Linked DNA regions of Mus musculus: regions 1, 2 and 4 are each linked to region 3. A link is a contact called in public Hi-C, HiChIP or PLAC-seq and promoter capture Hi-C data. All regions are on one chromosome and are shown on one strand. The core of a region is the stretch at or near the end of the contact, and the rest is flanking DNA. Distances in the headings are between cores, read along the strand shown. Region 1 holds the start of Cpeb1 (cytoplasmic polyadenylation element binding protein 1). Region 2 overlaps Sh3gl3 (SH3-domain GRB2-like 3). Region 3 holds the start of Hdgfl3 (HDGF like 3). Region 4 holds the start of 2900076A07Rik (RIKEN cDNA 2900076A07 gene).

Evidence for each region. Hi-C and Micro-C count contacts between places; a contact is called where the count stands out from the background. HiChIP or PLAC-seq counts read pairs in DNA pulled down with a chosen protein or histone mark. Capture Hi-C pulls out chosen DNA fragments and counts their contacts.
Region 1: a Hi-C map of cerebral cortex shows a contact between it and region 3, with 4 times the contacts expected there. The contact joins the promoter of Cpeb1 here to the promoter of Hdgfl3 in region 3. A contact is called at or near these places in 1 of 39 promoter capture datasets (cranial neural crest), 7 of 484 Hi-C or Micro-C datasets (cerebral cortex, cortical neurons, embryonic stem cells and 2 more) and 5 of 115 datasets of contacts at active chromatin or transcription factors (astrocytes, embryonic forebrain, embryonic hindbrain and 2 more).
Region 2: a contact with region 3 is called in an H3K27ac HiChIP or PLAC-seq map of embryonic stem cells, with 4 times the contacts expected there. The contact joins the enhancer-like site here to the promoter of Hdgfl3 in region 3. A contact is called at or near these places in 4 of 39 promoter capture datasets (embryonic stem cells and pre-B cells), 2 of 15 datasets of contacts at CTCF or cohesin (the NIH/3T3 cell line and large pre-B cells), 2 of 484 Hi-C or Micro-C datasets (embryonic fibroblasts and embryonic stem cells), 22 of 115 datasets of contacts at active chromatin or transcription factors (the NIH/3T3 cell line, T-cell acute lymphoblastic leukemia, craniofacial prominence and 13 more) and 2 of 9 other capture datasets (adipose tissue and liver).
Region 4: a promoter capture Hi-C map of adipose tissue shows a contact between it and region 3, with 2.0 times the contacts expected there. The contact joins the promoter of 2900076A07Rik here to the promoter of Hdgfl3 in region 3. A contact is called at or near these places in 2 of 39 promoter capture datasets (hippocampal neurons and liver), 1 of 484 Hi-C or Micro-C datasets (uterus), 3 of 115 datasets of contacts at active chromatin or transcription factors (effector CD8 T cells, large pre-B cells and memory CD8 T cells) and 2 of 9 other capture datasets (adipose tissue and embryonic stem cells).

Annotation. Positions count from the first base shown.
Region 1 is chr7:81,453,310-81,456,017 of GRCm38.p6, forward strand. It overlaps Cpeb1 (cytoplasmic polyadenylation element binding protein 1), which reads right to left and starts at 1,449. Exons shown (of 12, transcript NM_007755.5): 1 at 1,325-1,449. The coding sequence starts at 1,339.
Region 2 is chr7:82,259,108-82,261,807 of GRCm38.p6, forward strand. It overlaps Sh3gl3 (SH3-domain GRB2-like 3), which reads left to right. Exons shown (of 9, transcript NM_017400.7): 2 at 1,025-1,093. Among named protein-coding and RNA genes, the nearest start is that of Gm32903, 4.5 kb to the left of the region's middle. Within about 2 kb of position 1,339, at least 4 of the 459 cell types and tissues checked have an H3K27ac peak or open chromatin away from gene starts, as enhancers often do. A contact at or near this core is called in embryonic stem cells, where this site is marked.
Region 3 is chr7:81,933,102-81,935,801 of GRCm38.p6, forward strand. It overlaps Hdgfl3 (HDGF like 3), which reads right to left and starts at 1,358. Exons shown (of 6, transcript NM_013886.4): 1 at 838-1,358. The coding sequence starts at 921.
Region 4 is chr7:81,522,295-81,524,994 of GRCm38.p6, forward strand. It overlaps 2900076A07Rik (RIKEN cDNA 2900076A07 gene), which reads left to right and starts at 1,256. Exons shown (of 4, transcript NR_160675.1): 1 at 1,256-1,382.

The DNA of each region.
Region 1 (2,708 bases), core at 199-2,698, 480 kb before region 3:
CACAGAACGAGGCTGCATAGGACCCTGGAGCCCAGGTGCTCCGTGCTTTCTGGTGTTGCGGGCCACTTTGCAGGAACCGTGGCCTTGCAGAGCCCCCTGGAAATGAGGCTCGTGACCGTGAGAGGCTGGAACCGCACAGCAACCCACACGGGTGGCCTGCGCTGCCCACCGAGGACGCTCTTTGCTGACATGGGTCCCCCTGCCTAGGCATGGGCCTCCCCCCACACACACCCCGTTGCGTCTAGGCCCCCAGTGAAGCAGCCTTGTCAGCCCTACCCGCCCAGCGTCCAGCCTCCGCTCCCCCAAACCAGAGGTCAGGGCTGGAGGCCACGCGAGCCCATCTGCAACCCGACACCCCCGAATTTGGACACCTGGCCTTGCTGGCTGAGAAACGCTGAGCGACACCCTCGAGGCCACATGAGTGCGTCCCGCCAGGCCGCCCGAGTGAGGCAAGCGGACGCCGCCGAGGACTAGCTGGCTTCCCGCCTGCGCCCCCTCGCGGGCTGCTCAACTCCTCCTCCCCTCCGGGCCCGCGCCCCCCAGCCCCGCGAGGCTCCCGGGGACAGCCCTCGAAGCCCGGTCACACGCACGTGCGACCTCACCTGGCCCGGTCCACCCTCGGGGCTAGGGCTCCGGGAGCAATCGAACGTGTGAAGCCACGTGACTTCCCCGGGCTTGGAAAGAGCGCGGCCCGCACGAGGGGCCCGAGACCTCGGCTTTAAAGGAGCCATGTCAGCGCCGTCGTGGCGCGTCTCCCCCTGCGCCGCCCCAGCCTGAGGGGGTCTCCGCGGCTCGCTGCTGCGCCGCCCGCAGCGAGCCGCCAGCCCCTGCCTCCTGCGGGACGCCAAGGCGACTCTCGGGGAGAGAGAGAGAAGGAAAGAGAGAGACGGGAGCCGCGGGCACCGCCGGCCAGCCGGCCGGCCGCTCGAGCTCTCCCGTGCGACGGCTGCGGAAAAAGGAAGTGTTGGCGTCCGGGCGCCCGTCCGCGCGGCCGGCTCCTGTCTGGACGTATGTTCGAGGCCACCGAGAGTTGTGCAAGTGCAGCTCCGAGGCCCCGGCGGTCGCCCCCGAAGGGCCGCGGCGCCTTTAAGCCCAAAGGCCTGAGTCACGAGGAAGCTCCCTGCCCCTCCCCGCGCGCCCCACACCGCTCCACGAGGCCCACGACCGCGGGCATGTGACCGGCGCCCCGCCCGGGACGCTAACCCGGGCGGCGGTGAGGGGGCCCTGTGAAGTGGCGAGACTGCGCGCGGACCGTTAGCCGAGGCGGCCGGCGGGGACAGCAGCCCCGCCCGGCCCGGCCCCGCCCCGCCCCGGCGGCTCTTACCAGAGAGAAAGCCATGGGGTCCGGCGTGGCCCTAAGGGACTGGCGGGCGGGCGGGCGCGCGGGCCGGCGGGTCTGTGCGGCGCGGGACGCGCACACACGTGGGCACTATTTTTGCAGCGAGCAGCGCACGACTCCGCACCCCGGCGGCTTATAAAGCTCCGCGGCGCTGGCCTGACGAGGAGCACCTGTGTCGGCCCCGCCCGGCCTCGTCCCCGCCCCCGCCCCCTGCGCTCCTTCCTGCCGTCCAGACCCGCGCTCCGCCGCCCACCCTGGGCCTGGGGGTCCGAACGGGGGGTGGGGGTTAGTTCTGAGGCTCGAGCCAAGACAGACCACCACTGCCTCCCCGGAGCCCGAGGGGGCTCAGGCCTGAGCAAGTCCCTCGCCCGGTGACCCTGACCATTTCACTCTCCCGCGGGCCTCAGTTTCCCTACAGATTTACAAGACCCTGGGATGCCCCGCTGCGCCGGTGACGTGCGCCCCCCCCCCAAAAAAACGTATAACCACGCCTCTCCTTTGCTAGTGACCTCTCGGGTGGAAGCCCCGGTGGCACCGAACCCAGCCCCTCCACCCATCCCCACCTGCAGCAGACACGCCCTCACTTCAGACCGACTGCCACTGCATCTGGAGCGAGCTGGAACCCGGAGCGCAGGCGTCAGGGGATTCGGGAAAGTTCCGAAAACAGCAGTGATCCTCTTCGGATTGCAGTTCCCCAGGGAAACCGCTCCCGACGCTCCCTCCAGAATGACAGGACGCTTTACTGACAAAATTCGGGGCAAGAGATCAGGGTGAGCGAAGCTGTTGTTCCGAGAGGCGTCATGGGCCAGCTAGGGCTGGACCAGACCGGAAGCCCAAGCGAGCGCAGAGGCGGAGATGGCATTCCGGGCTGCAGACCAGGGAAGGCGGAGAGGGAGGAATGCACTGAGAGGCTCAATCTGACTAAGACCAGCTAATGCGTGTTGGTGCCACAGGAGGGAAGCCCGAGCCCAGTTTCTGAAGGGCTTTTATTCTGCAGCTAGCTGGAAACTAGAGGAAAGGTGAACAAGCTTGGAAGTTGCCAGGTCTCTTTTAAGGTGTTGCTGGAGAGTTGGAGGTGGGAAATAAGCCACTAGGTTGGTTAAGAAAGAGAACAGAGCTTATTGAACATTTCTAAGTGTTTTATATGTTATACTTTTTATTCAGCGCGTATTATACTCAAGGTTCCTCCTGACAGGTGAAGAAGCTGTTACCAACTTGCTGGCAGGTTTGTGAGGCAGGAACGTATAAGCTTCTGCCCAGGGTATTAAGAAAGGAAGCCTACGGTCCTAGCCTAGTGTGTTTGGAGAAGGTGGGGAAGAGGACAGATGCTGGAGTTAAAGTGCAGAGGGAGCTGAATGACAGCTGGCTA
Region 2 (2,700 bases), core at 89-2,588, 330 kb after region 3:
TGTTTTGTGAGCACACTGATCTCTCATTATCTAGGGACATTTTTTGGTGGTCAGAGTGGTGTGGCAGATGTGTGCATGTGTTTGTGTGTGTGCACATGAGTGTGCACAGTGAGCACATGACTTCTATTATCATTTAGCGGTAGACAGCAGGGATGCTGCTAAGCCTCTCTTATTGTACAGATAGCCACAAAGGATAGGAACTGTGCTCAGTATCAAACCACCCTTCCCATTCCTCTCAGTTTTCCTTTTTGAAAACACCACCACATCCCAGAAGACCTTTCCCGCTGTGCTGCACACTGAAATGTCACTGTCCTTAAAAAACAAACTCAAATGCCACGCATTCTAGGAGTCAGGTCTTGAATGATCTGCCTCCTGCTCTGCAGACGAGATACTTTCTAAGCAGCCCTGAGAGTCTGTCAAGTTGATGAATTGATAATAGTTTGCATTTGGTCCTAGTATTTGTCCGTTTTTACCGCCTGTCTCTTACATTCAGGCTGTTGGGGTGCTGCTAACTCTTGTCACTCTTGTGTCCCTAGCTGTCTTGTCACTGCGTGTATTAGAACTGCTTTGTGCCATCTGATGAGGATGGGTGCATGATAAAGCTTAGACAAATGGGAAGTGTACATTGTTCCATGATCTTTTCTTTTCTCATTAGTAGCTGTTGTGGTGTGCGTGTGTGTGTGCATGCACCCGCACGCATGCCACAGTGCACATATAGAAGTCTGGGAACAACCTTGTGGAGTTGGTTCTCTCCTTCTACCTCTACGTGGGCTCCAGGGCTCGAACTCAGGAACCTTTAAAATTACTGGCTGCTCTTCCAGAGGGCCTGGGTTCGAGTCCCAGCACCCACATGGCAGCTCACTGTCTGTAACTAATGTTCCAGGGATAGATATGCAGGCAAAACCCCAGTGTACAGAAAACCAAAAATCCAACAACGCCAGAGCCAAGATTTTTGTCACTAATTTCAATGAAAGGAATATAGAGAATCTTTGTTCAGTGAAAGCATTTGTGTTTGTTTTTGCAGCTGTTTAGTGAAAAAATAAGTGGTGCCGAAGGAACGAAGCTAGATGAAGAATTTCTGAACATGGAAAAGGTAAAGCTTTTTGAACATGTGACGGGTTAGAAATGGGCTGTCTGTGCCCGAGAGAGAACCGCCTACTATTGGGAATATGACCTGGAGTGGGAATCCAGAATGTTCAAATGCAAGCATGGGGTGCAGAGTCGGGAAGGCAGGACCCCAGTGCTTCCCAGCCCAAGCCAGGATCAGGTTGAACCACATCTAGTCTGGGCAAGTTGAGGAAGGAAACGGAATGTGACTAACTGGTTCCCCTAGTGGCCAGCTGTCAGAATGCATAACATGTGGGCCTTGGCAACAACTCCAGGGCCAAATGGTGCTCATATGTCTTAGAGAGTCAACTGTGTCTCAAGGCTTGTGTGACAAGGCTTTTCCGATTTATAACAACTGATTTATCATTTGGTAATCTAGGCTGTTGTTCCCATCTGTTTCAGCAGCTGCACAGCAAATACTTTTCTGCCATTAGAACCGACATATCAGCTGTGATACAGAGATAAGTATGTGTGCCCGGCTGGCCTCACATGGGGGCATCTAGAATCATATATGCAGATGAAATAATTTAGAAGAGTGTTCCTGGCTTGGCACTCCAATGATGGACTGCAGACTCTGTCCCCTGTCCTGTCCCCTGGTCATCTACCTGGAGAGTGGCTCTGGTGCAGTCGGAGCTGGGTCCACACTGCTCTGCTTCCTCCCCTTTGTCTTGGGCCCTTTGAGCAGAGCTTGTCCTAACGATTAGATTCCTCAGACCGGAGCTGGGGGCCTGGGTGTGGCCGGCAGTGCAGGTTGGGGGAAAGCCCGCTCTGGGTGTGGGTTGGGAGGGCATTCTCTTTAATGTAGGTAGGACCTGGCCAGCCTTCCTCCAGGAAGTGCCCGAGAGGTGTTTTTTTTTGTTTTTTGTTTTGTTTTTTTTTTGTTTTGTTTTGTTTTGTTTTTTCGAGACAGGGTTTCTCTGTGTAGCCCTGGCTGTCCTGGAACTCACTTTGTAGACCAGGCTGGCCTTGAACTCAGAAATCCGCCTGCCTCTGCCTCCCGAGTGCTGGGATTAAAGGCATGCGCCACCACGCCCGGTTTCCTAGAAGTGTTAAGACCCTAAGAAGAGAAGCTTATTTTGTGTTTGATTTTGAAAAAAGAAATTCTGTGCATTGAAAACCCTTTCAACATGTTAATATCATTGACATATCTAAAGTTGATTTTTAAATTTATTAATATATATAATGATAGGATGTATATGGCTTCTTTACCAACTAGATTATTCAATTCATATGCTATACTTAAAAACAAACATCTGGAGTTATGTTATTGGGTTTAGAGTCAAGGTCTGGGCGCTGGCAGCTCTGACAAGCTGGGTTCAGACAGTAAGTAACACCCATCCATGGCATCTGCATCAGCTCCTGTATCCTGACCTGCTTGTTCTCAACAAGCCCGTTAAAGAGGCAGGTGGCAGGGCAAACCTGGGCAGAGCAGCTTATTCAGTGTAGCCCCGTCTGCACCAAGAGAAACACACGAACATTCCATGTGAAAGGAGGCTCTGATTTCAATAGTAGGCTGAGGCGTGTATAACGAGGCAGCGCTGGTCAGGGTGTGGCTGAGGCATGGGTAATTAATCTAGGCCGTGCTGCTTCAGG
Region 3 (2,700 bases), core at 108-2,607:
CAGACGCGGTAGTGCTTCTTCCTCAGTAAGGATCGGAATAAAAATACTGAATGCTGTGTATTAAATGCAGATGCTTTCTAGAGAAAACCTAGCGACAGTCTTGCTGTTTAGGAAGAAGAGAGCTGTCGTGGGTTTGGTTCGAGGCCAAGAATAAGGTTCGGGAACCGACCTAAAACAAATATGGAGGTGAAAAGGCACAAGGAAGCTCCTTGAATTCACCAGCCAGTGACAGGCTATTTGGTGTCAGTTTCTAAGAACCAGGGCACCAGGGAGGCAATGGACAATGAGAGGGCAGGTGAGGCACAGGGGATCGCGCCCAGGAAACACTCAACAAGTCTGGAAGATGAAGGATGCTCTGAGATCGAAGATTGCTACCATGAGACTGCCGCTGGCCTCTGCACGACCATCCCCTTTCCCAGGACTGACCGTCACCGGCTCTCGCCGGCTGGGGGACAGCCTTTCGCTCTCCTACCTGCCTCGACGTTCGCCCGGATCAGGGCGTCTACTCAGGACCATGCTGGGAGCCAGCCGGCGCCTCCACCCCGGACCCGCTTCCCGGTCCCCGCCGGCTTCCATGAGGAAGGCGACGTCGGGCCTGTCCGGTCGAACCCGCCTTCGAACGTGGGCGTCAGGATGGCCGCCGAGCCGGCGAGGGCGCAGCCCGGAACCTTCGCCTCGGCCCGGAGCCCGGTGCGCAGCACAGCTCGCGGTTCAGCCCAGGCGGCGGCCAGGCGCGAGGCGGGCTCGAGCCGAGGTGATGGGGAAAGGGGGCGGGCGCGCCATCATGAAGGGAAAATGGTGGGCGGGCGGGCCCGCGCGCGCGGCCGCCGTACTCACCCGGGCGGGCCAGTGCGGGTAGCCCTTCATCTTGGCGAAGACCAGGTCTCCCGCTTTGTACTCGCGGGGCCGCGGACGCGCCATCCCGGTCGTTCTCCTGCTCGCCGGTCCTTGGCCGCCGCGAAGATGCTGGGAGGCCGCCCCTCCGCGGGACGACGGAACCGCGCCGCGCTCCCCGCGGGGCCTCGAGCCGAACGCTCGAGCGGCCGCTCCGACGAGGGAGAGCGGCGAGGCAGTGGCCGAGGCGAGCGGTGGGCGGGGGGCACCGCAGGCCCCGCAGATCCCCGCCCGGCTGCGGGGGATGGGAGCCCGCGTCCGGCCGCGCCGAGTCCCGACGCCGCCGCTACCGCCGCGCGCTGCTCACAGGAGCCGCGTCGCCAGCCTCATGCAGCCGCCGCCTCCCCGCCGAGCTTCTGGGTTCCGTGCGAGCTCCGGGCCTCGCGCCTCCTCCGAATTCCTCCTCGGGCAGCGACCGCAAACACGATCTTATTATTGTTCTCGCGCGCGCTCAGCATTCCCCCCCTCCACCCCTCGCCCGCCCCGCTTCCCTCCCCTCGCGCGCCGGCCGGTTAATTCCTAGGTGCACGGCCGGCTTTCTCGGAGAAACCGCGCGCGCCGCCTGGCTTGCTCCGCGGGCTGCTGGTGGGCGCGTCCTCCCGCAGCAGCGAAGCCGGTGCCCCGCGGGTGGGAGCGCCTACTCCAAAGACGCCCGCCGCCTGCTCTCTTTTGTTCTTGGCCGGGAGCTGCCTGGTGAAGCCCAGCCAATCACCACCCGGCCGCCCCTCTTTCCCCTCCTGCTCGCGCCCACCCCCTGCGGACTGCACCCCCTTTCTGACTGCCCCCTACCCGTGGGCCACTTCCTCGGGTGCTCTCTGGTGAGTTGGGGGAGAGGGGGGACAAAGGCTTCCCAGGCATGGGGGATAGCTGCGCAGGGGACTCGCTGCCTGGTCAGTAGGTACCTGGAAAGAACAAGGGCAAGGTTCTTGCCCCAGGTCTGCCTTAATGATGCAGTGTGACCCACCTAGGGCAAGCGACTTCACTGGAGTCAAGGCCAGTCCTCACCGACAGGATGGCACAGTCGGGCTTTGAACATGGATCTATATGGTTCAGTGCCCATAGCCTAAGTTATGCTTCTCTGTGTGGGGCCTTCATGGGCCAATAATTTTGGGGCAAAGGACTTACCCTGACAAGTCAAATCAGTTGTTTTCAATTCTGGTAACATACTGGAGAGCAGCTTCTAGAGATTTCTTTATACAGGTTAGTAAGTCTACGACAAACGTGTGCATTCACCATTGTTTTATTTGGATTTCAGCTGACTGCTTTCAAAAAGACATTTTGGGAGTGAGAATCTTTATAGCATTCTCCTTTGTGAGAGGTAAATAAAATAATTCACTCTTTTCTGCATCTGCTCGATGAATGGATGAATGCGCCCTGTGGAAGATCCCTGTGATCTTGCCTTCTTTAAAAGGTCCTCTGGTGCTGCACCTAGTTGGGAAGACAGCTCTCCTTTGTGAATTGCCCTCTTTGCCATTTCTCCCCTCTGTAGAAAGTGGGTTTTCCAAGCATCTGCCCCACTCACTTGTGCTTGAGAGCTGTGCTTACCGCAGCCTCTCCGTGATGGGTTTCCAGTGGCCGGCTGTAGAGTCTGGAGACATTCCGAGGAGCGTTTACTTTGTTCACAGTACTTGGCTGTTTCTTTTTTTGCATCTCTTAATTCTCCAGCACCCACCCCTCACCTTCCCTATAGGCTCACCTTGTCCTCTCTTGCGCTGCAAAATTAGTCTAGGTTTTTTCCCCCGGCTGTGATAGCCCGAGAACGAGCTTGTCACGTCTACAAGTCATATCACACACATCCTAGGTGCC
Region 4 (2,700 bases), core at 6-2,505, 410 kb before region 3:
TCCTTCTCCTTTCTGCTTCTCACTGTATAGCTCTGGCTGGCTTGGAACTCTCCACGTAGACCAGTCTGGTGTTGAACCCTGAAGGCTGGTATTAAAGTAGTGTGCTACCATGCCCAGAAAAGTTACATCTTAAATGAGTAAGAGAAATGAAGTAGATTTGGCTCAAGCTGATAAACAAGGTAACATTTTTGCTCCTGATTTTGTATATTAAATCCAAAAGCCTTGTATGTTTGGACTGCATGTAAGGTCCTTTCATTACACCTATGTTTCTTATTTTGTTCTTTTTGCTTCAAATTCTGACCTCAAACTCGCAGCATCCAAATGAACTCTGAACTCATTGTTCTAAACCTGCTTACTTTTAGTTTACTTTAGCATTTGGTTTGCACATTCCTGGAGAACTCTGGCAGCTTACTAGGGTGCTCAGTAATTGCCGCCCCTGAAATCTTAAGTCTTTTCTGCAGCCTCACAATGTGAACTGGAATAAGCTGGGCTTTTTAATCCAACAGGATGGATGTCCTTGTAAAACACAGCAATAAGCAGAAATAAGGAGAACAAAGTTTGACAACAGAGTAGGGCCATGCTGCCTCAAGTCAAAGCACACACAGGATTTTTAGCGATCACCAGAAACTAAGTAAGGCAAAGATATCATATTCAAAATGACAGAGGAAGCCTACCTCTACCAAGGCGCAAATGTCAAATGTCTTTTGTTTTAGTCTCTCAACATTTGAGGTCTATCCTCAGGAAATTTATCCAAAAGTGATTTTACTTATCTTCCTAGACCCATGATCAAGGCTAGGAAGCTCTTGGTCCTTTCCTGGATGAATATGCATGGGCTTGCAACCAGGGGGAGTCAAGAGAGCGACTGAGTAAAGGTTACTGAGGTGCAGTGCACGCTTTGCTCTCTATAAGCAGGGTGGCAAGAATGAAGAACACTGAGAAGCTTAACAGCCAGGGCTGGGTAGCACAAGAACGCAGAGGAGTGTCGCAGGGGCGGGACGGCGTACTTCAGTCCCCAGGATGCCGCCTGCCAGGGGAGCAGAGAATAGCATACTCAAAACAATGCGGCAGCTCTCCACACCCACCCAGGAGCTACAAGCCGGCCCCCGAGTCTCCCACGATCCAGACGCCACGCAGCTAGACGCTAAGCAGCAGAGGACTCGCTCTGAGCATGCGCACTGGGAAGAGCCAAGCCCAGCCGCGCCGCGCGGTGCCTGACGTGGAACTTCCTCCCTACGGCTAAGAAGCCGGAAGTGGACTCATTTTCCACCGGAAGGAGGGAGAAATTATGACCGAGAGCCTGACACCTGATGCTAGCGGCTTTTGTCTCGCCAAGTTGACCCAGTATTTGGCCACCTTGTGCGGCGGGTGACTATGGTGTCCAGGTAAGTGGCTGACGTGGCAGGCGTCCCAGGAATGGGAGAAGAGATGGGTAAGCTGCCCGGCTATCGATCTTCCTTCTCTGTGTTTGTTTTTTCTCCATCTTTTTCAAAGAGGGTTGCTAGCCCACGGAATGGTGGGTAGATATGGAAGGAGAAATACGCGGTCACACAGACTGAAGTTAAATTAAGCACACACACATACGTACGTACATACATGCACACATACAAACACATATTCACATGCACAGAGCTGTTGAATATTGGCTCTGTAAATCCAGGCATTCCGAATCGATGACTCTTGCCTGAGGGAGGAATCACCTGTTGCAGTAATTTTAGCGCCCGTGAGCACATGCACACGCAGTGGGTGATTTTTAAGTTTCTTGAATGTGTCAGCAAAGGCATTTAATGTTAGAAAAGGGCAGCAAGGAGGCGGTGGAAAGTTGCATGGTTTGTTGAGGACAGATTCTAAAATCCCATAGAATTCTTGTACAAAGGAGTTTTTATATTGCTTTCTGATGGTGTGCGTGGATGGGTAGGAGGTTGGAAAATTGAAGGAGTGAAGACAGTAGTGAGGTGCACTTAGATACTAGCCTGATGGCTTAGTAGTTAAGAGCATTTGTGGCACTTCCAGAGGCTCTGAGTTTGGTTCCCAGCACCTATATCAAATCACTTGTACCTCAGGACCCAAGGAGTCCAACACACTATTCTGGCCTCCTTGAGCACCACACACATATGTCATTCACTCACAAAGACACGAACATACATATATATAAAGCTTAGATAAGGTGTGAGTCCACCAAAGGAAAGTCATTCGTCAGCCATCAACATGTTTGACCCTGTAGATCAGTGGGTCACAACCGTGGGTCACAACCCCTTTGGGATCAAATGACCCTTTCACCTAAGGGGTCACCTAAGACCACTGGAAATACAGACATTACATTACAATTCAAAACAGTAGCAAAATTACAGTTATGAAGTAGCAACAAAAATAATTGTATGTTGGGGTCACCACAACATGAGGGTATTAAAGTCACAGCATTGGGAAGGTTGAGAAGTGCTGCTCTCGATGGAGATGAGTTTGCCGTGTCTGCCGTTCCCGGTGTACTGTGTAGCAACAGAAGGCAAACATGGGAATCTTCCTTACCTATTGCCTGTTATTGCATAGAAAACCCTGGGGGTCTTAAGCAAGATCTGAGCTCCCCCTAGAAAGCTTGTAGCGGAATACTTATTTGTGCGCTCACTATGGCTTTGTGCTGGCAACCTGTAGAACTTTACCCTAGCCTCTTTATGGGAAATTCACTATAAAGAATTTGTAAGTTGC